Linked DNA regions of Mus musculus: all the other regions are linked to region 6. A link is a contact called in public HiCAR-type and promoter capture Hi-C data. All regions are on one chromosome and are shown on one strand. Each heading gives the region's core, a stretch centred on a gene start, on an enhancer-like site or on the middle of the called end of the contact. The rest is flanking DNA. Distances are from core to core; before and after follow the strand shown. Region 1 holds the start of Topbp1 (topoisomerase (DNA) II binding protein 1). Region 2 holds the start of Pfkfb4 (6-phosphofructo-2-kinase/fructose-2,6-biphosphatase 4). Region 3 holds the start of Nckipsd (NCK interacting protein with SH3 domain). Region 4 overlaps Acad11 (acyl-Coenzyme A dehydrogenase family, member 11). Region 5 holds the start of Cdv3 (carnitine deficiency-associated gene expressed in ventricle 3). Region 6 holds the start of Twf2 (twinfilin actin binding protein 2). Region 7 holds the start of 5830418P13Rik (RIKEN cDNA 5830418P13 gene).

The links. Promoter capture Hi-C pulls out the DNA fragments that hold promoters and counts their contacts. HiCAR-type assays count read pairs that join an accessible place to other places. Capture Hi-C pulls out chosen DNA fragments and counts their contacts.
Region 1: a contact with region 6 is called in a promoter capture Hi-C map of pre-B cells, with 4 times the contacts expected there. The contact joins the promoter of Topbp1 here to the promoter of Twf2 in region 6. A contact is called at or near these places in 2 of 39 promoter capture datasets (cranial neural crest and pre-B cells) and 1 of 115 datasets of contacts at active chromatin or transcription factors (astrocytes).
Region 2: a contact with region 6 is called in a promoter capture Hi-C map of the 3T3-L1 cell line, with 4 times the contacts expected there. The contact joins the promoter of Pfkfb4 here to the promoter of Twf2 in region 6. A contact is called at or near these places in 2 of 39 promoter capture datasets (the 3T3-L1 cell line and liver).
Region 3: a promoter capture Hi-C map of pre-B cells shows a contact between it and region 6, with 4 times the contacts expected there. The contact joins the promoter of Nckipsd here to the promoter of Twf2 in region 6. A contact is called at or near these places in 3 of 39 promoter capture datasets (liver and pre-B cells) and 1 of 9 other capture datasets (liver).
Region 4: a HiCAR-type map of astrocytes shows a contact between it and region 6, with 4 times the contacts expected there. The contact joins the enhancer-like site here to the promoter of Twf2 in region 6. A contact is called at or near these places in 3 of 39 promoter capture datasets (the 3T3-L1 cell line, cranial neural crest and hippocampal neurons) and 2 of 115 datasets of contacts at active chromatin or transcription factors (astrocytes and embryonic stem cells).
Region 5: a promoter capture Hi-C map of liver shows a contact between it and region 6, with 3 times the contacts expected there. The contact joins the promoter of Cdv3 here to the promoter of Twf2 in region 6. A contact is called at or near these places in 3 of 39 promoter capture datasets (the 3T3-L1 cell line, cranial neural crest and pre-B cells), 1 of 484 Hi-C or Micro-C datasets (B cells), 2 of 115 datasets of contacts at active chromatin or transcription factors (astrocytes and pro-B cells) and 1 of 9 other capture datasets (liver).
Region 7: a promoter capture Hi-C map of pre-B cells shows a contact between it and region 6, with 3 times the contacts expected there. The contact joins the promoter of 5830418P13Rik here to the promoter of Twf2 in region 6. A contact is called at or near these places in 2 of 39 promoter capture datasets (cranial neural crest and pre-B cells).

The regions. Positions count from the first base shown.
Region 1 is chr9:103,303,438-103,307,498 of GRCm38.p6, forward strand. Topbp1 (topoisomerase (DNA) II binding protein 1) reads left to right here and starts at 1,890. Exons shown (of 28, transcript NM_176979.5): 1 at 1,890-1,934; 2 at 2,660-2,750. The coding sequence starts at 2,667.
Region 2 is chr9:108,989,891-108,993,885 of GRCm38.p6, forward strand. It overlaps Pfkfb4 (6-phosphofructo-2-kinase/fructose-2,6-biphosphatase 4), which reads left to right and starts at 2,012. Exons shown (of 14, transcript NM_173019.5): 1 at 2,012-2,222. The coding sequence starts at 2,126.
Region 3 is chr9:108,806,644-108,810,831 of GRCm38.p6, forward strand. Nckipsd (NCK interacting protein with SH3 domain) reads left to right here and starts at 1,737. Exons shown (of 13, transcript NM_030729.4): 1 at 1,737-2,011. The coding sequence starts at 1,841.
Region 4 is chr9:104,087,449-104,091,614 of GRCm38.p6, forward strand. Acad11 (acyl-Coenzyme A dehydrogenase family, member 11) reads left to right here. Exons shown (of 20, transcript NM_175324.4): 10 at 2,810-2,887; 11 at 4,144-4,166. Among named protein-coding and RNA genes, the nearest start is that of Acad11, 26 kb to the left of the region's middle. Within about 2 kb of position 1,268, at least 46 of the 459 cell types and tissues checked have an H3K27ac peak or open chromatin away from gene starts, as enhancers often do. A contact at or near this core is called in astrocytes, where this site is marked.
Region 5 is chr9:103,363,579-103,367,746 of GRCm38.p6, forward strand. It overlaps Cdv3 (carnitine deficiency-associated gene expressed in ventricle 3), which reads right to left and starts at 2,202. Exons shown (of 5, transcript NM_175565.3): 1 at 1,476-2,202; 2 at 397-473. The coding sequence starts at 1,790.
Region 6 is chr9:106,201,358-106,205,133 of GRCm38.p6, forward strand. Twf2 (twinfilin actin binding protein 2) reads left to right here and starts at 1,751. Exons shown (of 9, transcript NM_011876.3): 1 at 1,751-1,927. The coding sequence starts at 1,903.
Region 7 is chr9:103,422,044-103,426,208 of GRCm38.p6, forward strand. It overlaps 5830418P13Rik (RIKEN cDNA 5830418P13 gene), which reads left to right and starts at 1,535. Exons shown (of 6, transcript NR_040466.1): 1 at 1,535-1,586. Bfsp2 (beaded filament structural protein 2, phakinin) reads right to left here. Exons shown (of 7, transcript NM_001002896.3): 7 at 2,881-3,101. The coding sequence ends at 3,098.

The DNA of each region.
Region 1 (4,061 bases), core at 640-3,139, 2.9 Mb before region 6:
TCTTTTCCCTAGTGGGCATTTACCTCTGCGCCAGTGTTATCGATATCCTGTAAATGAAAAAAGTTAATGATACCTTTAAAGCAGGACCATTATAATCACTACAGTGACCAGCAACCCTAAATATATTGTACTTAAAAGAATAGAGTTTGTGTTGGGCGTGGTGGCATACCTTTAATCTCAGCATTCCGGGAGGCAAAGGCAAGATCTCTTGAGTTCAAGGCCAACCTGTCCTACACAGTGAGTTCCAGGACAGCCAAGGCTATGCAGAAACTCTGTCTCAAAAAATAAAATAAAATAAAATAAAGCTGGGGGTGGCTAATAATTCAGCATTTTATCAATAATTTACCCTTAGCAACTTTTTTTTGTTTTTGTTTGTTTGTTTGTTTGTTTGTTTTTCGAGACAGGGTTTCTCTGTGTAGCCCAGACTGTCCTGGAACTCACTTTGTAGACCAGGCTGGTCTTGAACTCAGAAATCCCGCCTGCCTCTGTCTCTGCCTCCTGAGTGCTGGGATTAAAGGCGTGATCCACCACTGCCCCCGGCTACCCTTAGCAACTTTTAAGAGGTAACATAAGAATGGGGTTTTGGTTAGAACCTAAGAGTTTTCTTACTGTAGATAGGCCAGAATAGTCAGATATTACCTGGGGACAGTGAAAAATGAGAAAGGGCATGAGCTATCAAAGGTGGCAGGATCTAACTGGATTTTTACAAGGAGAACGACCAGTAGTCAGACTACAGGTTTGGCTAAGTAAAGATTCTTTGTCACAAAATGCCGGAAGTACACATCAGAAAAGAAAAAAACCAACTTCTGTAATAAACTGTGCCGGGAAAATTGGATAGCCATACATAAAAGAAGGAAACTAGATCTTAATCTCTCTTGCGTTACACAAATATCAACTCCAAATGGATTAAAGACCTTAATGTCAGAACTGAAATCCTGAAACCAAAATAGTCAAGGGCTTTCTGAATAGGGCCCTAGTTGCTCAGGATATAATACGAACAACGGACAAATGAAATGGGATTGCGTGAAGTTAAAAGGTTGTGCACAGCAAAGAAAAATTAATCAAATGAATAAGCATACAGATGGGAGAAAATCTTTGCCAATTATACACCTGATAGAGGATATCTAGAAATACTTTTTTTTGGGGGGGGGGGGGTGGAGTTTCAAGACAGGTTTCTCTATATAGTCCTGGCTGTCCTGGAACTCACTTTGTAGACCAGGCTGGCAACTCAGAAATCCGCCTGCCTCTGCCTCCCAAGTGCTGGGATTAAAGGTGTGCTCTACCACTGCTCGGCTTAGAAATACATATTTTAAAAGTCTTGAATGTGAATATAACCTAATCAATAATCTAGCGTGCCTTTCATCACCCAGTCTTCTTTCCGTTACTGTTTTTGGCTTTGGTAAGGATTGATTGTTCATCCACTTTGGGGAGTCAGACCTTGACTTTCTTAACATCCTCCCACCCACAAGCCGCTATTAGCTTCATGCGCTGCCCCGGCACCGTCAGGAGAACTCGCCACTGGACCCCCTCGCCCCACTTCTGCACGTTCTGGACTTAAGGCTGATCGGTCCGGCCGCCCGCAGGCCCTCGCCACGAACGATGAGCTGCGCCGCAGCCGAAACTGTTGCCGCAAACCCAGACCCCAGAGCATCTCGGGAAAGCGTGCCCAAGGACCGCCCTCTTCCGACCGCTCCGCTTCCCAGAGCGGGGGCCCCGATGACGCCACTTCCTCCGGAAGAGGTGTGGCGTCCGCTCGGTTGGCGCGAAAGTCGGTTCCCGGTCTTGGCCCTTCCGGGTTCTGCAGCGTTAGCTTCGGGTTGGGGGCGCCGCCGAGGGCGGGGGCTGCGCGCCGGGCTGGCGCCCGACCCCAGCCGCCGTCCTGCCGGCCGCGCGCCCCCCGACTTGGTGCCCGTGGGCCCTCGGGCTCCACCTAGGTGAGCGAGCTTCGGCTCCTCCCGGCCGGCGTGGCCGCCCGGCGCCTCTTGCGGCCTTCGCGCCTCTCCTAACCGGCGGGTGGGCCTCAGGTCCCTGGGGAGCCGCGGCCTGGACGCTCCTTTCCCTGGGAGCTGGGCCGAGCGTGCACGACCTTGCACGGTGGCTGCTTGCGTTCAGAGTTCGTTAACTTAGGAGCAAATCTTGCGGGCTGTGGGTACCCGTAGCCGCAGCGGCGCCCTGCGTCGTCTTAAGCCCCATGCAAGTGAACAGTGAGTGACTGAGGACCAAACCAAGGGTCTCAGGGGATTCAATCAGGAACGTTCATTTTGTTCTCACGTTTGCAAGGATCCGTGTCCTTTTTTTTCTTCTTCGACTTTGCCCACCTTCTGGGGCCCTTTGTAAACATCTTGAATGAATTGATGAACCAAGCCAGATAGCTATGTCTTAGGCACTCTTGTCTGCATAAGAAAATAGTTGATTTGCAGGCCGGGCGGTAGTGGCACACTCCCTTTTTTGCCAGCTTGAGTGAGGCAGAGGCCGAGCATCTCTTGAGTGCCAGGCAGACCTAGTCTACAGAGCGAATTCCAGGACTGCCAGGGCTTGTCTCAAAACTAAAAAAAAAAAAAAAAAAAACCAAAAACCCTACAAAAATAGTTGACTTGTACATTTAATTCCCTGATTGACTGACTGACTTTTGTTCTTCTTGACTGCCTTATTCTCACAGTTCAGCTATGTCCAGAAATGACCAAGAGCCGTTTCTTGTGAAGTTTTTAAAGTCTTCGGACAATTCAGAATGCTTTTTTAAAGCTCTTGAGGTAAGAATTAATGGATATGTCTTATTTGATACTTGAGCTCATTTTCATGTTTTAAATGTTTTTGCTTTGTTGGATTTTATGTCTTAGAAGTAGATAATTTTAATGAAATTTTGCTATAGCATATGCTTAATACAGATAAATCACTGCTATATAATTTTTAGTTGATGCAAGTTTACCATTATATTTTTTGGGAGGATTGAAATCTATTGTGACAATTGGATGTTAACCTACAGTTTGATCCCCTACCCCCGCCCGGTCTGTGTCTGTTTGTGTGTGTGTCTGAGCCATCTTCCCAGTCCTCTGACTTAGAGTTCCTGACTTGTTTTGTTTACTAACCCCATTGATCCTTTAAGCACTGAAAAACGGAGTCACAATGCAATAGTTTTGGTTCATTGCTTGCTCTCTCTCTTTCTCTCTGTCTCTCTCTCTCTGTCTCTCATACACACACACACACACACACACACACACACACACACACACACACATATTCATGAATGAATGAATGATGGGAGTAGTTTTGAGCTTTGCCATTCACAAACCCTAGTAATGTCCTTGTAGCTTGGGAATCTATTAGAAATGCAGAGCCTTGGGATCCCAACCCACATTTGACAATTAGAATATGCATTTTAAACAAAAGTCCCAGTGCATATTCAGGTTTGAGAAGTTAGCTGTTTTTTTTTTGTTTGTTTGTTTGTTTTGTTTTTTAAAGTTCACTCACTTAGCAATCATCAATTGAGTGTCCGTCATCTGACAGGTTTTCCTCTAGCATAATACTTGGGGTACACCAATGATCAGAACAAGCAAATATCTCTCCTCTTTCAGCATACATAGAACAGGAAATCGGTATTAATCAGGTGATAAGCAAGAAACTACACAGTATGGGGGCAGTGAAAGAGTTGAGACTGAGTCTCACAGTGTAGCCCAGACTGATCTGGAACTCTGTGCTTCTGCCTCAGTTTCCTGCATGCTGAGATTACAGGTGTGTGCCCCAAAACCTAGTACCTATGTAATGTGTTATAAGGGGTCTAGTACTGTGGGAAAATGAAAAAGAAAAAGCCAAAACAATTTAAGGTTTTCCAGAGGATGTTTGTTGGAGGAGAAAGACATGGAAGGGTTACAGCTTAAAACTGAATTTAAAAAAAAGCAAACTATTTCTCTTAAGATTATAGACTAGGGTCTTGTATAAGGTACTAGGTATCCGGATATGCTTATAAACAAAATACATCATGGAATGTTCATTTGTGTTGGTGTGTGGGGATGGTGTTTATGTGGGTGCTCTTGTGCACATGCATTCGGAATAGTATCTGCATA
Region 2 (3,995 bases), core at 762-3,261, 2.8 Mb after region 6:
ACAGCCGGGAGTTCTGGGGAAGAGGATGAGACACTGATGGGGTGCTGGGTACCCATGTGTATCTAAGGTGGCAGCCTTATGAGGACTGACCATGAGGTTTCTATGGCTGACTGTGGTCCCAAGATGACCTAGGCCATGGCCAGGACATAGGCAGGGACAGAAGGAGTAGCTTCAGAAAAGGAGTTCACAAGAGGAACCCTGTGGGTGTGCTCCAAGCTGCTCATTTCCCTCTGGGAATGGAGGGAGGATTCTGCAACTGGCAAGGAGGTAAGAGGAAATGAATCTCTGCCCAGAGCAGGGTAGTTCCCAAAATAGCCGGCCAGAGCTGGTACCAGGGAGGCCCCAAATGGGCTTCTGAATTTTATTTCCTGGTGCAGTGGTTAAGATATCTTGGTCACAGTCCTTCTGTCTATGCCAAACTCTGGAGAGTTGGTTTGAGACTTGATGAACTGACCCAAAGCAGAGACGTGAAAGGAAGGGATGTGGGCCAATTGTGAACGGGGTCAGCCTTGTTTTTCATGTCCCTAGCTTCTGGCTGGGCATATGTGAGGCAGGAAACCTGCCAGGGGTTTGGTGGAGGGCATCACTAGAGGGTAGTGAGATCGAGATTCAAACCCTGTTGCTGGGGCCTGCACAGAAAATATACAGTTTGGAGAGGCGGGGCTGAGCAGAAAGAAGAGGCCTGAGCTTTCTGGAGACTGGTGGGGGTCAAACGCAGAAGAGTGACTTCCGAACACCACCCCTCACTGGCCTCTAAGGGGTCATGTTCACTGGGGGTCGCCCAGCTGGAGAATTCGTTCATATGGTACCACTTTAGCCCTTAAGCCTGAGCTGCCAGCCCTGGCCCTGGGCCCTTGTCCCAGTACATTTTCAAAGGCAGAGAGGGAGGTAATATAATGAATGAGAACGCCCACATGTTTTTAAACAGATTTCTGAGGCTGACACATTTAATCTGTACCACAGTCTTGTAAAATTGATGACGTCTGCATCTCATTTTCCTGATGAAGAGACAGAAGCTCGTTAAAAAAAAAATTCATTATTAAAACACTAATTGGGGCTGGGGTTAGCTTACTTAGCATACACAAAGCCTTAGGTTCTCTAGGTTCGATTCCCTGCATAAACTCTGTGGAAACACTGGAGCTTGGAAGGTGAAAGCAAGATGAGCAGAAGTTCAAGGTTATCCTCAGCTACACATTAAGTTCCAGGACAGCCTGGCAACATGAAACCAGCCCTTCTTCTCCCCCCCAAAAGAAAGAAAAACCAAACAGCAATAAAATTATAATTGGTAAAATATAAATCCTGGGAAGAAAATCAGAATACTGCTTAGTGAGACCCCAAACAGCTTGTTCATATATTTCAGAGATTTAGCCTAAATTCCCCAGCAGCCAGGCCAAAACATGGTCGATTTTGAGATGTATTCTGTGTTTATGTCCCTAAGAGAAGGGAACTTTTTCTGTGTGGTTGAACAAGTTGTTCTTGTGGACCCGGGAAGTTTCAAGGCTAAAAGCAACCGAGGAGGAACGAAGAAGGTCCAGGAGGGCGCAGCGGTGGTTGACTTCCAGGGCAGCAAGTCAGTCATTAGAGCCATTCAGGGACAAGTGCCACGCTGGTCCAGACTATCCGGCTCTGAGGATCACGCAGGCCTGCTCAGCTTCTCCGTACCCTTCTCAGTAGGCGACTGTGAGGTCACATTTCTCAAGGGAGTAAGAGGCCACACAAGCTTTGGGGCAGGGCTGCAGCACCCTGGGCGGGACCATGAGTGGGGCCTATGCATATAAGAACAATCTGGTTGAGTACAGTAAACTTCACATCCGGGGCGGGGTCTGCATAATCCGGGTGTCAAAGGTAGCTAGTATTGAGCATGCGCGTTATCAACTCTGGTTTGACGGATGGGGCGTGCTTAGTCCAAAAGAAGCTATAGTAAAATTGGGCATGCGTAGTCGTAGGCCAGTGCCTCTTTAGTTTGGGTGGAGCCTATTAGTTCTGGGGCGGGCCTGCGAGAAGATTGACAAGAGTTGGAGCCGCTAGAGGGTGGGCGGGGCCGGAGGGGCGGGACCTCGGGTGGCCCGAGGTGGCCCGGTTGCTGGGTGAGTAGCAGCGCAGTCCGATTCATCCCAGCCCAGGGATGGCGTCTCCACGGGAACTGACCCAGAATCCCCTGAAGAAGATCTGGATGCCGTACAGCAATGGCAGGCCCGCTCTGCACGCCAGCCAGCGTGGTGGTAAGACCGGGGTCCTAAAGGAGAGAGAGAAGGTGAACCCTGATGGGTGGGTAGACGGCCTAGACGAGGGTCTCGAGTGAAAAGGCAGGAGACTGGTAGAGAAGCAGGCACCGGTGAGGCTATTGTAACTGGTGGGCGGAGTCGGGGACAGGTGAGAGGCTGAGAACAGGTGAGCGGGAGTGACCGTGGTACCGTGACAGTGGCCCGCAGAAGTGTGGTGAAGCAGGAGTGGGGACAGATGTGAGGGGACATCTCAGTCTGTTGGAGACTGGGTCTGACCCAGTGGATAGGCACCGACCCGAGCTGTTTCCAGTGCCTGTGTATAGAAGAGGACTTCGTTTGTGGCCGTGGCTCTTTACTCTCTCCTGGCCACAGAGTGGGCTAGCGGGAAGTCTGGCTGGAAACTGAGTTGTGTAGCTCCAGACAAGGCAGTTGGCTTCTTTGAGCTGAGAACTTTTGAAAGCCTAGCCATGGGCTAGTTAGTAGTCCTCAGGTACCCCTTGGTTTTAATGCCAAAGTTTTAGAGGAACTTTGGGGGAGTACAGTTGTCAAGATTTGGACAGTGGGAACGGCACACCATATGGACCTATATCTGTGCCCCTGGATGTGGAAGCACCCACTTGAGTTCACTGTTAAATAACTGCACAGGAGAGTCAAACATCAAAGAACTATGCTGGAATTTGTGAATTGCGAAGTGACTTACCTCTTCTGGGATCCTGAGTGTTCTCATCTACTTCCTTGGCTTTTCTGTTTGTTCTTGAACGAGTCTGTAATTTTTTATTGACAGGGAAAAGAAAAAAATTGTTTTATAAGTAACTCAAATATTGTAATGAATTTGCAGCTTGGCAAAGACCTCAGAGAACATCTCGTACAACTGGTGGCGCAGATATGGAAATGGAGATCAGGCTGTTGTGTGATGTGCCAGGGTCTCCGTGCATTCCTAAAGGCTGCTGTGTGTGATAAGGGAGGGGAGGGTCCTCTACGCTTCTGTGGCCAAGGCCAGCCTGAGGCCACGACTTTGACCATTACCATAATGAGAGGGGTTGGGAGTGGGGAAGGCGTGTGTTATATGATCATGACTTGGGTCCTCCTAGAATGGCAGTAGTTCAGAAGCAGACTGTGTTCCTGTGGGTGGTGGCTCTGACCACAGTATGGGTACTGGTGGAGCCATAGCTGTGCAGACAGACACATTCTGAGTCCTCAGGGGCTGTGGATTTAGCCTGGCCAGCTTCCAAAAGGAAGAATTAATCAGAAGCTCCTTGCCAGTCTATTAGGACAGCCGTCCAGACCAGAGGGTGGCTGCCCCCGTTACAGAAGGGCAGGGACCTGGACTTTGGGGACAGTAACGCTCAAGCCACATCCTGGACCAGCTGTGTGATCTTGGACAAGGAGCCAACCCTTAGACCTCAGCCTAGGATGAGACCATTGTCATTTTTGCCTCTAACAAGTAAATACTTGAAAATTGGAAGCAAGCTGGGTGTGGTGGTGCAAACCTTTGATCCCAGCACTCAGGAGGCAGAGGCAGGAGGATCTCTTTGAGTTTGAAGCAACTCAAAGTACATAGTGCGTCCCAGGGTGGTGAGGGCTTTGTAGAGTGACTCTGTCTCAAAAATAAACAAACAAAACAAAACACAAACAGAGGGAAGAAAGGAAAGTAGATCTCACCACCACCAATCTCCTTTTTGCCTTTTATTACATCAGAGTCGGGGACTGAGGTGTCAGCCTGAGCCAGACCCTTCTGTCTGCTCCCAAGGCCAGGCCTGTACATCTTTC
Region 3 (4,188 bases), core at 487-2,986, 2.6 Mb after region 6:
AAATTAATTGGCTGGCCATAGTAATTCAGATATCCTGGACCCCATGGTGGGGTTTCAAGTAGCCACAAGTCTCTGGTCTGTTGGTAGCCATGGACAGTCTTGGCTTCAACACCTGCTACCACTCCTACTCAGCAGTCCCATAATCACACCAGCTTCATCCTTTACAAAGACCAGTCAGCATAGCTCCAAAGAGCTACCACTACTTTGTGCCTGAAAGCTTCTGTAAGTGTGTGTGTGTGTGTGTGTGTGTGTGTGTGTGTGTGTGTGTGTGCACTGCCAAAAATTGGCAGAAACATTTGATAAAGCCAGGGTCTGGATATCAAGTTCTTGTCTTGGCTGAGCCTTCTGGCAGCTCCCCACATCCCACTGGGCCTACCTCCACCATGCCTAAAAATAGATTAGCGAAGTCTAGGTGTAGTCTGGCTCATCTAAGTACTCAGGCAGAGGGAGTTGGATTGCTGTTAGTTTCAGGCCAGTTGGTGCTGCTAGTGTGACCTTGTCTTTAGGGGGAAAAAGCCAGGTGTGGTGGCACCTGCCCTAAGTCCCAGCATTTGGGAGGCAAAGGCAGATGGATCATTGGATTTAAGGCCAGCCTGGTCTACATGGTTCCAGAACAGCCAAAACTACACAGTGAGACCTTGCCTTGGAACATTGTCTGATGGTGTGTATATCCTGTGCTCCTTAGATTAGTGGAGAGTATGCAAGGATCCTTTAGGCCTTCTTCACTACGACCGAGGGATGCCAAGGATTTCAAAGATGTGGATGGCTAGGCTGAATATTAAACTGAAGGTCAGGGATGCTTTTTCTTTCTTTGAGACGGATTCTTACTATGAAGCCCAGGCTGGTCTTGATCTTGGCTTTCTACAGCTCTGCCTCCTGGATGCTGGGATCATGCCACCATTCAGAACTCAAAACATGCTTTTTAAACCTCATGTGTTCAGTCCCTACCCTATCAGCCTTCTGCCCTAACCATTTTTTTTCCCCAGTGCCATTTGTGATGTTGGGGCAGGACAGGGTTGGTAACAGACAGCCTTTTAAAACAGGAGATGCATGTATACACGCAGTTTGATTCGTTATGAGTAAATATGACCTTAGGTCATAGACTTAAATCCTTTTGTAACAACAAAAATGGCAAAAGGATAGTCATTGACAAGTTGGGGCGTGGTCCAGAAGGGAGTGTTCAAATAGAACAGATGCAAGACTCAAGATAGGAAAGAAGCCAGTATATATGAAGGGAGTGTATATGTGGTGGGTAGCAAAGATGCATTCTGGACAGTACAACCTGGTTTTGTCCCTTGCCCTCCACACTTGTCCACCACCTCAGCGACAGAGTAGGGACTTTGTACTAAGGCACTGTGAGGCCTAGATGCGCTGGGGAGACCCCTCCCCAGAAAGAACTTCCAAATGTCTGATCAGGATTCCTCAAAGCAAAACACCATATCCCCGTCCCCAGGGACGCACTGGCTATAAGCATCCTTCATCAGGAGGTGGGAAGGAACGCAGCGCTTGCACCTGAGCTGGGAAAGGAGGAGGAAAGCCAGGGAGAGGGAGTTAGGACCCTAAGTCAGCTGACTGGAGTCTGAGGCCTGAAGGAACTGGAGACTCCCACCCCGCCCCGCCAAACCTCTCTCGGCCGCGAGGGGGCGCGGCGCTCCAATACTGGAGCCGACTCGCTCCTGGGGCGGGGTTCCGGCGGTCGCGCATGCGCACGCGCGGCGTGTCACGGGGCGGGGCGGGGCAAGCGCCGGGCGGCGCGGCACTCAGGGCCTGGCTTCCCGGCACCGCAACCTTCGTCGCGTACCCAGCCCCGGCGCTTCGCGGCCCGGCCCGGCCCGGCCTCATGTACCGCGCGCTGTATGCGTTCCGCTCCGCGGAGCCGAACGCCATGGCGTTCGCTGCAGGCGAGACCTTCCTGGTGCTGGAGCGCAGCAGCACGCACTGGTGGTTAGCAGCACGGGCGCGCAGTGGCGAGACCGGGTACGTGCCGCCTGCCTACCTGCATCGCCTGCAGGTGAGTGTGTCCCTCCGTCCCAGGCCTCTCGACCGAACCCCTTCACCAGCACGCAGAACCGATCCAGGAAGCTCAGTCAGATTCTTCGGGACTTCTACCAGACAAGGAGGTTGAGACTCTGACCTTAAGTCCCAAGAGCCGTAAGGACTGAGACCCCTCCGGAAGGGCCGTCAACACCCACCCGAGACTAGGCCTTTGACATTTAACCGCAGGCCCGTGAAAAGCTTAATTCTGGAACAGGGACTCTCTGTCATCGATAATCAGAGCCTCCATCTGCATTGAATTCTCGAGCTGGATCCAGAGACTTCCAGTCCATTCATTATCCAAGTCCCTTAGACCTCCAAACCCTATTCGTTCCCCTTTCCTGAATCCCTAGGATGCCCATCTCCCATCAATCTGTAGCCTCCACCTTTAACTGTAAAGATCACCGTGCCCACCACTGACTGTGCCACCTCATACACCACCTGTTTCCTCAACCACCCTCCAGGTTCTTAGTCCCCACCCCACCCACACACTTGGACCCCAGAGCCACAGGCATTCCTGTCCCTTATGCGAGTCCCAATTCCTGTAGTATCTCTGTATCCCGAACCCGCCCACCTATCAAGCTCTCCCCAAGGACAATTCCCCAACCCTTCAGGAACCAAGGCCCCTGGCCCCTGCTGATAGACAAGGTTCCCTGGCACAGCCCCCACTTCTCCCAAGCCTCCACTCCTGACTTCTCTGGTTTCCTTCCTCTGAAATCTGGGCGCTCCATCCTGGAATGGGAGCTGTCCACACTGTGAGGAAGTGAGCCTCCTTCATGGTTTCCCGTTCTGAAGATGGCCTGGTCCCCTTCCAGTGGAGCCTGCTCCAGTTCCTGTTTGCTCAAGAGTAGTCCTGCTGCAGTGTCTCCAGCTAGCCTATTCTGACTGCAGGAGGAAGGGGACCCAGGGCAGTCTGGGCTATTCCAGACTCATAGTCCCTAGCTATGGAAACATCCTGTCCCAGCCCAGTTAAGGACAGAAATACTGTGATAAATTTGGAAATGTCATCTGGTCTTGCTAAAGACGAGGGACCCTTGGTTCTAGGGTCCTCCTCACAGACTCTCAGTCTCCTCTAGAGGTGTTCAGGTGAGAAAAATCTAAACTGTGTCACACCCAGCTCAGCTTTTTGAGCACCCAGGTCTCTTTGGAGACTTTGAGGAAGCCCTGCCTCTTTGTCAGGCCCTGTGGAGCCTCTGCTCTAGCCAGGGTCAGTGGGGCTGGAGGGTTTGGGAAGGAAAGATCTTTCTCGGATCACTTCCTGTTTCTTTCGTCATACCCCTAGTCTCAGTTCCCCCGACTGCGAATTTCTGTCTCATTTTTACTCCACCTGGTGTTTGCCCTTCTTTTTCAAAACTTTCCCTTTCTGTCGCTGTTGCTGTCTCTCCCTGCCCCGCCCACACACCTTCTGCCATCTGAAGGACTTTGCTGACCCCTATATTTATTTGGCCCTATCCAGGGAAGCCTCTTAAACTCACTCCGGAACTAAACACGGTGACTTATGTGTACAGTCTGAGGCTTCGGGAAGAGTACCTTGAGCTCCAGGCCAGCCCTGGGCCACATAGCCACTTCCAAACCAGCTTGAGCTGCAGAGATTCTCATCTCAAAAGACCAGCCACCCAGCCAACTAAAACAAACGGGACTGTACCCTAATGTGTGCTTAGGTCTGTTCTGGGGTTCCTGTCCCGCAGCTGGCCAACCCCACCGCTGTAATCCACACCTCCCTCCATGCCAGACAGTGGGGTAGAACGGACTCCTGGGTTACTGAGGACGGCCACACAGGCAGGAATCAGGCCAGTCTCTCAAGTCCCTCCTTTGTCAGAAGCAGAGTGCCTTCCCAAAGGTGGTCTGAAAAAGTGGCGGGACAGCTTGGGAGGGTGGAAGGAAGGGAGGTCCTTTTGACCCGTTTTTACCTCCCAGCGCTTGGGAAGGTCCCTGTGGGTGGGAAGGTCCCTGTGGGGACAGGGCTGTTTTGGAGTGTGACCTTGGCTTTGTGAAGGAGCAGCATCCAGAGTGACTGATTAGGGATCCCAGACATGAGAGTCTTCCCTTTTGGCATCTCATGCTGGGCTCTGAGCCAAGCCCAGGGAGAGACTAGGTTTGGACTCCTGGTCCCAATCTGGGATTCCTATGGTTTCTCTCTATAGGTTTTTAGAA
Region 4 (4,166 bases), core at 18-2,517, 2.1 Mb before region 6:
ATGCAGCCCCAAACAGAAAGCCTAGCGATTTCCCTGACAGATGTGACAAGCGCCCTCCATCCTGGAGCCTTTGAAAGTGCGAGCCTCTGCCTTGTACATTGCTGGACCCCAGACAAGCCTTGCTTCCCTAAAAGGAACATGGTAGTCAATTGCCAAAAGCAGTGTAGTTTGGGAGAATAATCTACAATAACCTGATGATTCACACCAAAAGCTTTGACAGTTCCCATGACCTTTAACCCCATGATTCTTTTAGCTGACGTGTAGAGAGAGTAGTTGATAAAGAGATGCTGTAAGTATTTATAACTGCATCTCTAAGCTTTTGTAGAACTATCATCCCCTATTTCTATTGTACTCTTTCAGTTGTACAAAGCAGAGGTTACTATTCGGCCTGAACAGTGTAATTTAGACTTTCCCACTTTGTTATTACTTTATCGTTCATTCTTGCAACTCAGATGTTTCTCTTGGAGCCGAGCTGCTTTGCTGAGAGTCTGCGGGAGCTTTTGTGGCTGCCCTTTGGTTGGTGTTTGCTTTGTTTTGTTTTTGAGGGGATAGGTAGTACCTTGCCTATTGATGATACTTTTATTTTGTCCTAAATCTTTAATGTTTTGAGACAGGGTCTCCCTAATTAGTTCAGTCTGGCCTCAAACTCATGATCCTCCTGCCTCAGCTTCTCGAGGGCTAAGATGATAGGTACGGGTGCCGCCACCAGCAGCAGCAGCAGCCAACAGTTTGGGATATGAATTCCAGGTTGTTAATTACTTTCTCTCAGGAGTTGAAGATTTCACCCTTCAGTTTCCTTTTGACCTTGTAATTACATTTGTTCATTTATTTGGGGGGGTTGGTATGCATATTGAAGTCGGATCTGCGGGATCGAACTCTGGTCACCGCCAGTCTTGGCAGCAAGTACCCTTCCCCTCTGAGCCGTCTCACTGTCCTCTCCCATTGCTAGCTTCATGGTTGCCGTGGAAGTAAGCACTCAGTCTCCTGGGTCCGGCATATCCTTTTTCACTCACACTTTTCTTCTCTCAAGTTTCTGAACTAAGTAATTGCTTTAGCTCTTCCTGCCGTGTTGTTCAGTTCTCCATAGTCTAACTTTGGAGAGTGTGAAAAATGTCCAGAGAGCCCTTAAAGAAGAAAGGCCCAGACTCAACAAAGGACTGTAGGTGCTCGCCTGCTCTGTTGGTCCCCAGGGCCTCCCCGGGGGGCAGGAGAAGCTTCCGGTCCCACCAGCCTTTAAGAAGCTGTACTGGAGCTTGCCAGCGGTAGCCTTCTTACGGTTCATTGCCAAGGCTTCCGTTTCCTTGGCTTGCTTCCCAAGTTTGTTTTAGTAGCCCATTGTCAATCTTGTAATTCCTTTCTTTCTTTTTGGAATCTACTCACCACAACTATTTTATGCTGTGAATGTAAGCAATATCTGTGGCTGTAAGGAAACACGGCTGTTTTGCTGATTCTTGCCTGTGGTGGCTGGTTTCCTGCAGCGATTAGGGATTTTTCAGGATGGACTGTGGAGTGAATTCTTTTTTTTTTTTTTTTTCTGAAGGAGTCACATGAGTTTTTGTACCAAACTCTTTCCTCTAGAAGGGCTGGTTTAGTTCTGGACAGCTGTTTGGGGCCACTGCTGGCAGGACATTGTAAACTTAATTTGGGTGTGAGGTTTGAGGGCCGCTCAGGTCTGGCATTTAGATCCCAGGCTTGGATGAAGGCAGGTTTCTGAGCCTGACATTTCTCTCTTCTGTTTCACTGCAAACGGAGAGCTGTGTGAAGGCTTTCTCCCCAGGCTGTGCCTCCAAAGGTGCAGATTTTCTGTGTGTTTCTCTGTTCTATTTGTTCCCTCCTTGGGTTTCACTTCTCAAGCCTCCTGGCTTTGATGGAACCAAAGTTCCAAATGCTCTGTCCAGCCCCTGGCCTTATCATGAGCCTGTGCCCGACTGATGTGGCCCATTGAGAACCAAGGCCTAGGTCAGCCTCCATAGCCCAGAGGACAAACTTTAGTTCCCATCCTCCTGCCTGCCTGAAGGATGAAGCTGTTTTGTTGTTTTCTTCCAGAACAACTGTGCATTACTTAATATATCTTCAACTGGTAACACTTCACCCAGCCTTTTTTTTTTTTTTTTTTTTTTTTTTTGAGACAGGGTTTCTCTGTTTAGTCCTGGCTGTCCTGGTAACTCACTTTGTAGGCTGGCCTTGAACTCTGAAATCTGCCTGCCTCTGCCTCCCGAGTGCCGGGATTAAAGGCCTGTGCCACCACACCCGGCCTCACCCAGCCTTTTTAGTTGAGAGGTTTCTATGCCCACTGTGTACCATGTTGCTGGAGACAGAATATGTAAACCTTGGGAATCAGATTATTACTGTCTATTACTGTCTAATATCGAGGCAGAATAATTTTTTTTGTTTGGTTTTTCAAGACAGGGTTTCTCTGTGTAGCCCTGGCTGTCCTGGAACTCACTTTGTAGACCAGGCTGGCCTCGAAGTCAGAAATCTGCCTGCCTCTGCCTCCCGAGTGCCGGGATTAAAGGCCTGTGCCACCACGCCCGGATCAGAATAATTTTTGATGAACAAATATTTAGAAGTTTTTTTATTCTGCACCTATTAATAAAAAGAAACATTACTAACCAGGATGGTGACACATGCCTGTAATCCCAGCGCTTAGGCAGCTGATGCAGAATTAGGAGTTCCAGCCCACACATATTTGAATGCGCCAGCACACGCGAGCGCGTGCACACACACACACACACACACACTCATGGTTTTCATGACATTGTGGCTTTGTACTAACTTGGTCTAATCATTTTCTCTTCACTGTCTTAAGGAAGTAGCTGAATACTATGCTCAAAGTGGAAACTCAGCGGAAAAGTGGGGACACCCCTTAGTGATCGAAAAACTAAAGGTAAGAGAGACAAGAAGGCACTCAACATGGGGAGCTGCATGTTTGGGGGCCCTTAATTATCATCGTCATGTAGATAAAGGATAACCTCAATGATAATAACTTTTCCCTTTTCTTTATGGTCTTGATACATTGATCAGGCTGGACTCAACTCGTGGCAGTCCTCCTGCTTCTGCTGCCCAAGTGTCTGGATGATAGGCATGATACCTCATGCTCCAGGAATAACTCTTTTTTTGGGGTGTTTGTTTTGGTTTGTTTTTTGTCTCTTGTTTTTCAAGACAGGGTTTCTCTGTGTAGCCATGGCTGTTCTGGAATTTGATTTGTAGACCAGGCTAGCCTCAAACTCAAAGAGACCCACCTGCCTCAGTCTCCCAAGTGCTAGGATTAAAGGCATATAACACTATGTCTGGCCATCAGAAATAACTTTCTTAAAAATACAAGGTTTTTTAAAATCTGGGTTTTTAAAAATCTTATTTGTTTGTGGTGACCCACACCTGTAATTCAGCTAGCACTTGGGAGGGGAGCTGAGGCTGAAGGTGGAGGATTGCTGCAAGTTAGAGGCTAGCCTGGGCTACATAGTGAGCCAGAGCTGCTGTATGAGTTCCTTTGTGGATAGAAAGGAAGCAAGTGGGGTGAGGGGAGGGGAGGGGAGGGGAGGGAAGGGGAGGGGAGGGGAGGGGAGGGGAGGGGAGAAAAGAGCGACTATCAGACCTGTCCTACTTGGCCTCCTGACTGTGGCTCTGATGCACTAGTCTCATTATGCTGCTCCTTGCTCACCATCTCTGAAGTGAGCTGAAGCCAGAGCAGGCTGTGGGACACAGAAGCTGGGCTCTGACTTAGTGGGAGAGCTCCTCTCTTGTCCATGCAAGGTCCTGGGTTTGTCCAGCAAGGAGCAAGGCCAAGCAGGACATTTGTGCAGTATGGTGTCAGGTCACATGCAGGTAACATGTTTTCAGATCTTAACCTGTAATGCATGTAAGATTTACACTCAAATGTGTGTGTGGGGGTCGTTGTAACCATTCTGTCTGAATGAGAAGCGTTTAAGTGTGCAAATGTAGTTTTAGAGCCAAGACTAAGGGAGCCTGGAAAGCAAGACATTTCCTTAATTATTAAGCAACTGCTGACTTTCAGTGAGTTGCTATACAATGAAATAACATCCTTAAATGCTTTTATATTTCAAAAAGCATTACCACCAATAACTGTTTAAAATAACCTACTTTGTTTGGTAAATTGTAATCACTTGTCCATCCCCTTGACAGGAAATAGCCAAAGCAGAGGGCCT
Region 5 (4,168 bases), core at 952-3,451, 2.8 Mb before region 6:
ACACTAACAGCTGTAATTCCAATTCCAGAAGACAGTACAGACATGTATTACACAGGCAACTCGCTTCAAATATTTTTTTTTGGAAAAAAAAAAAAAAAACAAGCCCCTTCTTCTCCTGAGTCACACAGTAAGTTCTCAGGGCAGCGAGTGAACTACAGGAGCCCTACTAGGGGTAGGGAAGACCACCTAAATTCAAACACGAAGTGTTAAAAATTTTTAAATGACAAAAATCCATTTTAGTCAAGCCAAAAATCCACATAGCTGCAAATAGGGAAACCACAGGATTTTAGAGTTGGCAACTAATTTAATGACACAGAGGGCATTTAAAAAAAAAAAAAAGTAAACGCGTGCACTACTTAACAAGGTTACCTAATCCCACGTGTAATCACATCCTACCTTATTTGCATTGCCTGAACTCTTAATCCGCTGTAATCAACCTCTCTTTGCTCAAATTCTTTCCACTCATTTTCATCCTATGGAAGAAACAACACCTGATTAGTTTTTGGTAAGCCCACTTCAGACTAAAAGGCATCAAGGGCCAACGGGATTCCCCAAACTGGTAAAGGTACCCGCGAAACATCGAATTAATTAATTAGAGATCTTGGTAAACAGATTCCAGACTCGGAAAAATTCCATCAGTGGTCGCCAGGATTCTTGAGTCGGTCTAAGAATCGGCGGCAGTCAACACCGAGAACCAGAGAGTCTAACTCTCCAGGCCCACGTGGTGGGAAGAGAGAATTTACCCCGGCCTCTAACCTCTCCGCACACGTACACAGGAGTGCGCGCACACAAATAAGCAAATAAATGTGATCTTTAAAAAAAACAAAAAACAACAACAACAACAACAACAAAAAAAAAACAAAATTGCAGACAGTGACACAGACCTTTAATCCCAGTACTCCAGAGACAGAGGCCGGAGGCTCTTTGTGAACTGGAGGCCAACCAGAGCTACACCGTGAGACCTTGTCTCAAAAATTGGGGCTAGTGGCCGGACGGTAAAGTTTAGCCCGTTCCTGCAAGATCCGGAGACGTGCCTAATTCCCAAACGCCCTCTCTGCCGCCGCTTTTACTTAAACCCAAGCCCAGGGCGAGCTGAGCGGCGGAGAGAAGGCGACAGAAATTCCACAACTCAATTCCCAGCCCTGCGTGGCCGTGGTTGGGAGAGTAAGCCACGCTGGCCCGGGCGGCACAGAGGAGCCTCGGAACACCTTAAGAACATGAAATCCGGCCCCAGCGGGGCTCAAGCGGGACCACGAGGACTCGGGCACACGTCACCCGGGGACCGGCCCAACCCCCGTGGCCCAGAGGGCGCGGCGCGCAGAGGGCCGCGGACGGGGGCGGCCAGACGAGCCCCGGGGGCCGAGGACCGCGAGCCCGCCCGCCCGCCGGGCCGACGTGCGAAGCCCGAGTCACGTGGCCTCCCGGGCCGGCGGGGGCGGGCACATGCGGCCGGCCGCCGGCCTCCCGACCCTCACCTTCGTTATGGCCTTGCCGGCGGGGCCCGCGCTCCCGCCGTCTCCGGACCTCGAGCTCCCGCCGTCTCCGGACCTAGCACCAGAGCCCGAGCTCCCGCCGTCGCCCGACCTGGAGCCGGAGCCCAAGCTCCCGCCGTCGCCCGACCTGGCACCGGAGCCCAGGCTCCCGCCATCGCCCGGCCTGGAGCCCGCCGCCGCGCTGCTCCCGCCCGCGCCGCTCGCCGCGTTGGCCGCGCGACTGCTCCGTTCCTTCTTCTTCTTCTTGTCCCTCTTGGCGAAGAAGTTGTCCAGGCTCCGCTCCTCGGTCTCGGCCATGGCCGCGGTCCGGATGGGTGGGGCCGGCGGAGGGCGCGGCGCTCGCGGCTCCGAGCTCTGGGTCAAGGCCGGCTGTGCGCTCAGGCTGCAGGGTGCGGCGTCGCCTCAGCCCCGCGGGGTCGCCGAGGCGCGGGCGGCAGGGCGGCCGGCTCCCCCCGTGCTCTGGTGGTACGTTCCTCGCTGGGAACCGCGAGCGTGGAGCAGGGTCGCGCCCGCCCCGCTGCCTGAGGGACAAGGAAGGCGCGCACCGGCGAGCGCTCGGCTAACGACGGCGCGTGCGGGAGGAAGACGCGCGGGCCTGAGGAGGGGGAGAGGGGACGGGGAGGGGAGGGAGGGGAGGAGGGAGGGCGGGCCACCAGCAGAGAGAGGCAGCGCCGCGCCTGCGCGCTCGGTTCCGCCCGCCGCTGTGGGCGCGCCGAGGGGGGCGGGCGGCGGGATGAGAAGGGGGCGGGTCTTCCGGGAGAGCCAATCAGATGCCCGGACGGAGCGCTTAGGTGACAATCCGTTCCTTCTACGGGGCGGTGCCCTGTATGGGGGCGGGGAGAAAGCGGGTGTAGGCAAAGAGAGTGACGTCCCTAGTGACTCCTGCCTCCGATTGGCCAGGGAATTTGCCTTGAGGGCGGGCATTTAGAGGGTTGGTGACTTGGCTGAAGAAGACCAGCCGGAGGGGGCGGGTGTGCCTTGGTTGCGCGCATGCGCAGGGTACACGTGCGTCTGCTCGCCAGGACTGTGGCCTGGTAGGCGTTTGAACTTTCAGGAAAAGGAAAGAGACCATGTTAAGCCAGCTATGTTCAAGCTTGGTCCTCCTGCCCTGCTTTTCTGTACTCGCACCCTCTCTGGTCGGGCACCTATTACTTTTCTTCTGAATGGAATGCTTTTGATGAGGAGCGCTGGATTAGTATTCGTGGTTCCATTTACGGAAGGATCTTAAATAAGCCAGTGCATGAAAGGAAGGGAACTGATTTTGACTAGCTGTGTCTACCAGGGTCAGGCTAAATAAATCTGACCCTCTAACGCTAGCTCTTGTGAGATGGAGAATGGCTGGGAATGTGATTTTGGTGGTAGCGTGCGACAGGCGCATGTCAGCGCAGAGTCTGTCCACAGAATCACAAAAAGAAAACACACAAAACCCCTCCTTTTCCTGGGTCTTCACCCTATTGGCACATACTATGTGAATACTTGATCCCCGAAACATCTGCAGCCCAGAAAGCTTTTTGTTTGCTTGGGGGAGATTGCTTTGTTTTGGGACCGGGTCTCACCTACCCCAGGCTGCTTTGAACGCCATACATAGAAAAGATAATGTGTTTCTGACCTTCCAGCCTCCACCATCCCAAGTGCTGAGAATTCAGGCATGCACTTTTGTGCCTATGTTAGCGATACTAGGGGTTTCCATTCTTGCTAGAGAGGCTCTCTACCAGCTAAAGAATGAATGACCCAATACAGATGTTGGAGTTTCCTTGTTTTTAGTTACACAATTGCACCTAGAATTGCTCCTGCTCTGACTTGAGTTTGAGTGATTGCTACAGTTTAACTTTGGCTCCTATGCTGGATCTTAGGACAGAGAAGGGGATAAAAAATATCCTTGTTTCCACCTGACTTGACTTTGGGGCCTTGGAGAATCAAATGTGTGTTTCTCTATGAGACGTGTGGTCTGGGTATGCATTAAACTTCTGCTTCCTCTAAAGGGTAGAGGAGAAAGCTGTGACAACCACTGAGGAAATGGCTAAGTCCTATGTCTGTAGCCTTGGGGGAAAGATAGGACCCAGCTAGTAAATGGAGGGATGTCTTTCCACACCTGTTCCCTCCTGTCTTTCCTTACAAGTCCTTCCCTAGTTGTGGCTATTGAAGACCTACATTCTGAACATATCGATGGATAAATGAAGGCTCTATGGCTGTAGCCAACAATAAGAAGACCTTTCTTTTGTTTTGTTTTTTGAGACAGGTTTCACTATGTAGTCCTGGCTGCCTTGGAACTGGCTCTGAAGACGGAGATGACCTCAAACTCAGAGATTCACCTGCCTGGGCCTCCTAAGTGCTGAAATTGAAGGTGTGCGCCACCACACCTGGCTAATAAGCAGACATATTTGTTCTCTTCCCCCAGCCCAGGATGGTTCCTAGGTGACTTCCTTTTGTGACACCACATATCTTCCTGTGGTATTGTCCAAGTTCAGCACTGCCCAGTGCCACCAGCTTTGCTTAACATCTCTTAGCAAACTTTCTTTTTACCTTCCTTGTCTTCTTTCCTCTTTCCTTCTTTTTCTGCCCTTTCCTGCTCCCCACCCCCCTCATTTTAAGACAGTGTCTAAAGTATCCTAAATTAACCTTGAACACAGAGCCAAGGATGGTCTTGAATCTCCACTTCCAATTCTCTCTCTCTT
Region 6 (3,776 bases), core at 501-3,000:
ACTCACTATGTAGCCCAGGCTAATCCTGAAACCCCCACCTCCCTCTCTCTCTCTCTCTCTCTCTCTCTCTCTCTCTCTCTCTCTCTCTCTCTCTCTCTCCCTTCCTTCTTTCTTTCTTTCTTCCTTCCTTCCTTAGCCCAGGCTAATCCTGAAACACCCCCCCCTTTCTTTCTTTCTTTCTTCCTTCCTATTTACTTATGAGACAAAAATCTAACCATGTAGACCAGGATGGCCTTGAAGGCCTTTGCTTCCTTAGTTCTGGATTATAGTTATTTGCCAACATACCTGATTTATGTAGTGCTAAGGATCAAACCTAGTACTTCACACATGTCACGCAGGTTAGAATGATCTATCAGCTGAGCCAGCCCAAGGATGCCATTTGAACTTGAGTTCTCTCACAGATTTGGGGTGTGTGTGTGTAGTATATACATACACTGTGTATGTTAGAGTACAATGTGGAAACCAGAGGTGGATGCCAGCCAGTCAGCCTCTATTGCGCTTTCTCTCTCTCTCTCTCTCTCTCTCTCTCTCTCTCTCTCTCTCTCTCTCTCTCTCTCTCTCTCTCTCTCTCTCTCTCCATTTGGCTGGGTTGGCTGACTAATAAGCAAATAAGCCCCAATAGGTATTGGCCTGTCTCCTCAAACTCCCTCTCCCAAGGTCCCCAGCCTCCCTGCACAGTCCAAGGGGAAAGCCAAGTGTCTTCATTCTGTTGCCGGGAATCTGAAATTATATGCTAACTCAGCACTTTACTGACTGAGCCATCTCTCATTAAGTTATCTATTTTTTAAAGTTTTTATTTATTTCAGTAAAAAAAAAATTTTGGTGTGTGTCTGGGTGTTTGGCCCGCATGTATCTATGTGCACAATGTCCGTGTCTAATCCCAGGAGGCCAGAAGAAGGAACAGTTGTGTCATGTGGGTGCTGGGAACCAAACTTGAGTCCTATGCAAAAGCAGCTAATGCTCTTGACCACTGAGCCATCTGTCCAGTCCCGTTTATCTATTTTTTAATAACAAGGTCCAGGGTGGAGAGATGTTTCTGAGGTTAAAGAGTACTAGCTGCTATTCGGCCGTTAGTCTGTAAGAGCAGTAGGAAAGGCTGCTGGGAATAGAGGCAAGGTCATTAGGAATTGGGAAGTTCCTCAGGTTGACTTCCAGTCCTTCCACCACTGGGTCACACTTAGCACATGCACCGTCTTTTTGGAAAACTTTCCTCAGCCTTGTTAGGTCACCTCGGTCTCTCCTACCGTATTCCTTCCAAAATTCATTTCCTCCTATGGCCATTCACTTTCTCAGCGTTGGGCTCCAGACACCGTGCACCTGATGACTGGTAGGAAATCAGTACACACACACACACACACACACACACACACACACACACACACACACACACACACACACACACACACATACACACACACACACTCACACTCACGACCACACACGAGCGCGTGCCCACCTACACTGAGATCACCTCACCATCACAAACGGGTACGCCTGGATCGGCCCTCACTCTCAAACCTCCTCCGCGGCAAGCTCACAGCCCCTCCCACGCCCAAGTGCGGATCCGCCCACAGACCTCCAGGATCCTGGCCTACAAGGGACCACCCACACAATCCCTTGGGGCCCCTTCTTGGCCATGAAGGTGGTAGCGGCCGGGCACTGGGCCATCCGGACCCCGGCGCCCGCTGCGCGCACGCGCGGCACCAATGCCCGCCTCTGCCGGCCTCGCCCTCCGGGGGCGGGGCGCGCTGGGGGCGGGTCCTGCGGCACCGCCCGGGAAGCTGCGCGAGGCTCGGTGCCGTCGCCACATCCTCCGGAGCTCTGGGTCCAGGCGAGCCGAGTCGAGCCGGGCCAGGACCAAGAGGAGAACTCCGACGGCACGGGCGAGCCGAAAGCTGAGCCATGGCGCACCAGACCGGCATCCACGGTGAGGGCGGATGGAGGGCGGACAGGGGCTCCGCCGCGCTGGTTCTCCGCGCTAGGTCCCTTCATCCTTCTCTTCCTTGTACCCTCCTGGGAAGCTTCCTGTTCTCTTTTGCAACCGCGAGTCCCTGGGATGGACACGTCTTGGGGCAGAACAGACTGTTGTACATAGCTGGGAGTGGGTGCACATGGATGCACACAGCGAGGGTGGAAGTATCTTGTGTACCCAACTGGGGGCGGATGTGCCTGTGTATACTGGTCTGGGTATTTTTGTTCTTTTCTGGAGGTGGGGTGTACCCGGATGTGCACATCTGGAAAAGTGTACATGGGTGTACACATGTTCTCTGTATACAGTCCAGTATGTGCACATCTGGATGAGACTTGGTTATGCCTGTCCAGGCTTCTTCGTGTGCATGCACTAGTGGCTGGTTTTGGACACTCTAGGTTCCATCTCAGACATCAGTGTTTCCTGGCTGCACGCACAGAAACTGTGGGTATCTGCATGTGTGCACAGTTCAGGCACATCTCAGTATGTGTGTGTTAGCATGGGTGTTTGCATGGGTGTCTTATGACTGACATGGGCTTATGTGTATGTGTGGAGAGGGTAGCCTGACCTTTTCTCCTTTCAGGACCCCTAGACTCTTGCAGACTAGGTTGGACAGAAGCTGGAATGGAGCCCTCCTTCTTAAGTAGAATGGGGAGAACTGCACATCTGACCTTGGCCTCTGACTTCTTCCCTTTTCCATTGTGATCTCTCTATCGCTGCTCCAGCCAGGCCTGCAAAGTCCCAACTTCAAGCTGGAAGCAGGGGAACGGGTCAGGATTCAGACTTTATAGGGGAGCTCCTGCCTCCACCCTCATCTACAGGAAGCTTCTACAGCCCAGGGCGTGACACCCATAGCCCCCCTCCAGGGCCCCAGTTTCCTCCTTGGAGAGACTTAAGAAAGAAGCAATAGCTGGGAGCCAGGTATTTTGTCCCCATTTGTTATGGGCCTGGAAGGGCTGCTTCCCTGGCCAGTAGGGAAGGCCAGGCTGCTTGCCCAGACAGCTTGTTGGTTTGGCCATCAGCCACTCCTACCACCACATCATGATTCCCTGACCAGGGCTACCACCATCGACCAGCCTGACTGCCGGAATCCCTGCCTGCGGTTGTGGCTGCTTGGTGGATGGACAAGCCAAGAGACTTTCCCTGCCCTAGCCCATCCCCATCCTGTTTGTCCTGAGCATGCAGGGACCTGGATCAAGCCTGGCCACCCACAGGTGGGCCAGCCTCTCCTAGAGATGGAGGAGCAGGTTTCTTGAGTCAGCCCCAAAGAGGGGAACTGTCAGGGTAAACTGCTGCCTGGCCTGCCCCTTCCTTCCTCTTTGTCTGGTCTGAGCTGCTATCTCCAAGAGGGAGGAGGTGCTACGAAGTTTTACACACACACACACACACACACACACACACTGCTTACAGATCCTGTGGCCAAGGCTCTGCCCTATCCCTTCATTCCCTATGAAGTGAGACAGGCCTGCCCAGGGGAGCCTCCCAGTCTCCTGCCTATGAGGATGTGCACCTTCTTTTGTGCCTGCTGGAAGTGGCAAGAAAGACCACCATGGAGGATCAGGTGCCAGCCTTGGCCAGGCCATAGGTGTAGGCCTGCTGACCTCAGAGTGGGGCCCAAGAGGGACAGTAACCTGAGGCTTGCTAGAGTTGGAGGTGGGCAAGGTGGGGGCGGGGAGGCATGAATCTTTGATGAAGGAGGCTCAGATGTCCCAGGCCTGGCCTCTAGATTATTGATGGTGACTGGGGAGACATTGGGGTGGGGTAGGAAGAGATGTCACTTTCCCTGCTGGCTTTTCAGTATGCCCTG
Region 7 (4,165 bases), core at 285-2,784, 2.8 Mb before region 6:
TTGTAAAAAAGGAAAAGAAAAATGTATATAATATGTTGGGTATACTTATACTAAAAAAAAAAAAAATGTTGGTTATCTGACAAATTAAACCAGGCATCTTACATTTCTGTTTGCCAGTGGCAACCACTGCTAAGATTCTGTATTGGCCCAAATCCTATCTTGCCCAGAGAGGCAGTCTATTGAGCCAGCAAGCTGGCTCATTGGGAAAGGCACTTGTCACCAAGTCTGATGACCTGAGTTTGATCCCCTGGGATTAACATGGTGGAAGGAGAGAACCAACTCCCAAAAGTTGTCCTCTGACTCCACCAGCACCCCGACAAGCTCCTCCCAACAAACACATGGGTGTAATTAAGTAAAAGCTGGTGAGGTGGCCCAAGGGCTTATTGAAGAATGTGTGTAGGGCAGTTAAACAAAGGGCAGTGAACTGGGTGGCACTTACTGAATCCTGTAGTGGAGAAGCAACTGAAATCAGATTTATCTTCATGCCTTTGGGGACAAAATGAATTCAGGGAAGGGGCCATGCAAACTGTACAGTGCCACGTTGCTTTGTTTAGTCCTTGCCCCACCAAGATTGTCAACCCATGAGAACAGAAATGATCTTCCTTATATGGGTATTCCCCCTCCCCCCAGTCTGTCAAAACATTTGAGCATCAATCCATGCTTAAAAGAATTACCAATATCCTTGAAGTACAATTTAAGGACATTGTTATCAAAGGATGTGGGGGTCTCAACGCTAATGGGTGCTATTATGGTATGTGTGTGTGTGCGTGCGTGCGTGCGTGCGTGTGTGTGTGTGTGTGTGTGTGTGTGTGTGTGCGCGCGCACGCGCGCTCTCAAGCACACACCTGGAAACCCAAAATCCATGGAGTTGAGTAGTACGGTGTGGAAAGAGCTTAGGAGGAATCCAGCCAAAGCCCTTTACCCATCTACTCCAGAACAAATGCTCGTCACCACCGGCAGCAGCCTCCCCCACCACCTGTCAGGGAACCACTGCCAACGGGTAATTGTACCGTGATGTTGTGAGAGGAAGTCTGATTTTCAAAAGGCGCTGGCAGAATCCAGGGGCCAGCGGGGCCTTTTCATACCTGCTAACGAAGCCTCATTAGAAGCAGCAGGAGCCTGCGCTGGGAACTGGAAGCAGCCGTCAGTCATGATCTTCCCCTGCCAAAAGGTGATTAACTTTCTGACTCGCGGCACCTGCTCGTGGAGATTTGCAGGGCAGAAGAGTCTAAAACTCGCAGCCCCACTGGGAGAAACCCTTGAGAGGGCGCGCATCTACTCTCCTTGCATACCAGTGGCTTCCAGATTCGGCAAAAACAAACAAACAAACAAACAAACAAACAAAACCCCAGCATGGGGTCCTCTTCACCTTCCAGGCCCTGGGCTGTGTAGAGGTTGGAAACTGAAATCTTGGCTTGGAAATAATAATTAAGGATAATAAGAAAGGCAAGAAGGTCTTGCAGCATCCAATGTCGCTGAGACAGCTGCACTGTCTTCCTGATGGCTTTTGCACCCAGGTGGTTCAATTAGGAGCAGTTCGCAGCGAGCAAGCTAGCAGGGCAGTGGAGGCTTAGCTGAAACGGAGCGTAAGTGGTGTCTTTTCTATTTCTGGACTTCAGACACTGAATTATGTAAAGATATTGTGTAGAGTCTAAGTAACTGGCCTTCTGGGAGACTCGTGGGTTCTCTTTCTTTGGTCCTGCAGGCCAGCAAGGAAATCTACGGGACAGAATCCTAACCAGGACACACCTTGCTTCTTTTAAAAGGTTGTTGGCTTGTTTTGTTTTTTGAGACAGGATTCCTTTGTGTAACAGCCTTGACTGTTCTGAAACTCTTTTTTGTATGTCAGCCTGGCCTTGAACTCACAGAGATCCACCTGCCTCTGCCTCCTGAGTGCTGAGATTAAAGGTGTGCAACCTCACATTCTCGGCTGTTTGTTTTTAAATAAAGGTAAACACTGTTTATTGGTCTTTTTGGGACTTTACATCCATATGAAGGTCTTCAAATGTTCCCACACAGGGATGTATCCCTCTGTTGGGGTAAGTAGCTCACAGTGACAAAGGGACAACGACGGAGCTTATCTTGGTCTAATTCTGTGTAGCAGGCAGGTAACAGAAACAGACGTGTTTGTTTTTGTGGTGTGGTGGTGTGTGGTTTTAGAAGCACTGAGAGCCTGTGGTCCCACACAGGTGGTGGTTTCAGTTGTAATCTGAGGGCAGGAGGGTCTTGCCTTCGTGGGAAGCAGATGCATGAATAGATTTGGCTGGCCCGAGCCTTGAGAGGGCTGGCGTGGGGGGCGGGGGGGGGGGGTGGAGGGCGCTGGCATGTGGATCCCAAAAAAGAAATGTTGAGGCTGTAAATGGGTGAACTACCACAACCTAATTAGTCCCCCATGGGTTGAAACTGATGGAGAGGTGTTATGCTATGGGCAAATGAGATGTGTGTGTGTGTGTGTGTGTGTGTGTGTGTGTGACAGAGAGAGAGAGAGAGAGAGAGAGAGAGAGAGAGAGAGAGAGAGAGAGAGAGATTTGCATGTGACCAGGGTACCCGTCAAGTGCAGAACTTTTGAATGAACAGCCTTTGTGTGTTGATAAAACCAGAACAGTTGACCTTGAGGCAATGATGAGACTGATGGACTCATTTAACAGGCTCAACATGCTGTCTAGAAGCATCCAAGAATGGCTCCCAGTATGGGGGGTGTAGTGTATCATACACACTTAGCATGCATGAGGCCCTGGGTCCTATCCTTTGAACCAACAAAACAAACACACGCACATACTCATGAAACACCAACCCAAATCCCCAAAGAGGCCCTGGGACCTGCAGAGAAAAGGAAGGGTTTCTGCACCACCAGCAAGTTAGCCACAGCAAATGGCAGACTGGGAGCCACACGCAAAGTATTTATTCAGAGAGGCCTCGGTTGTTCAAGCTACAGACTACAGAAATGGGAGCAGAATTCTCTCCACCCCCAGGGAGCTCCGTCTGAGTCAGCTAGGGAGTCCAGCAGCCACTGAGGTTCTTCAGACGTCACCGGTGGGCTGCCGAGGAAGGCAGAGTTTTCTTTGTGAAAAGAGGAAGTCGTTTTTTGGTTTTCCCATTAGCTGAAAAGAAACACACGTGAGTCAGAAGCGGCAGAAACGGAACCTCAGTAAAGATACCACGGTAGGAGTGTGGGAAAGGAAGCCATGTTATGAGAAAGAATTTGGTCTTTGGAATAAGACAGTGCCAAGGTTCGAACCCCTGTTTTGTGGTTTGATGGATTTTGGACAAATGACTTCCAGAACTCTGGGATGTGAAGTCCTGTCAGTAACTGGGGATGTGTGGTGATCTGGTGGGCACAGGAGGGAATGAGGACGGCCAGGGTTAGGGCTGGACATCTGCGGAACAGCCATTCGGTGGGTACTTGAACTACATACCACCCCTTTACTCCTCCATGTTTATTTAAAACTTTATATATTTACTCATATGCGTGCAGGAATCTGAAGGATTTAGTTTTGTTAGGAACATCTTTCACATTCCACAGAAAGCAACTGGACAAAAAGACAGTTGGGGGAGAGAGATGACGGTTTTTCCACTTGAAAGGAGGTGCTGGAAGGTTTGCAGATGGTTCTGTGGTTGTTCATCCCAGCAATGGGATGCTATGCTCTTTGAAAGAGGGCCACTAGTCCCAGAGTTGCTTCAACCTCTGTGTGTGACCGTGGACAACCCCCACCCTCCACATGGGCCTTCCCATTCTCTCTTGAGTTGTGAGAGGTTGGACAGTGTGATCCCTAAGTAGTCTTTTGTACTTTATTTTTATTTATTAGTATTTGTGTGTTTGTGCATGCATATATGTGTATGTGAATGCACACATGTAAATGCTCACACACATATACACGTGTGCCACGGTGCATAATAAAAACCAGAGGGTGATTTTGTGAAGTCAGTTTTTCACAAAAGGGACAGTGGGCAACTCCACTGTCATTCATAACACCTTGTTTGTCTTCCCTGTAGACTCCAAATTAAACATAGTTTTCTCAGCAGCCCTGCTGGTATGTCACTCAGCTAGAAGAAAGTCGACAGGAAGCCTCTTCAAAATGTTTGAGAGACACTGGCTGCTCTTCTGAGGACCTAGATTCAACTCCAGCACCCATGTGGTAGCGTACAACTATCTAACTCCTGCCCC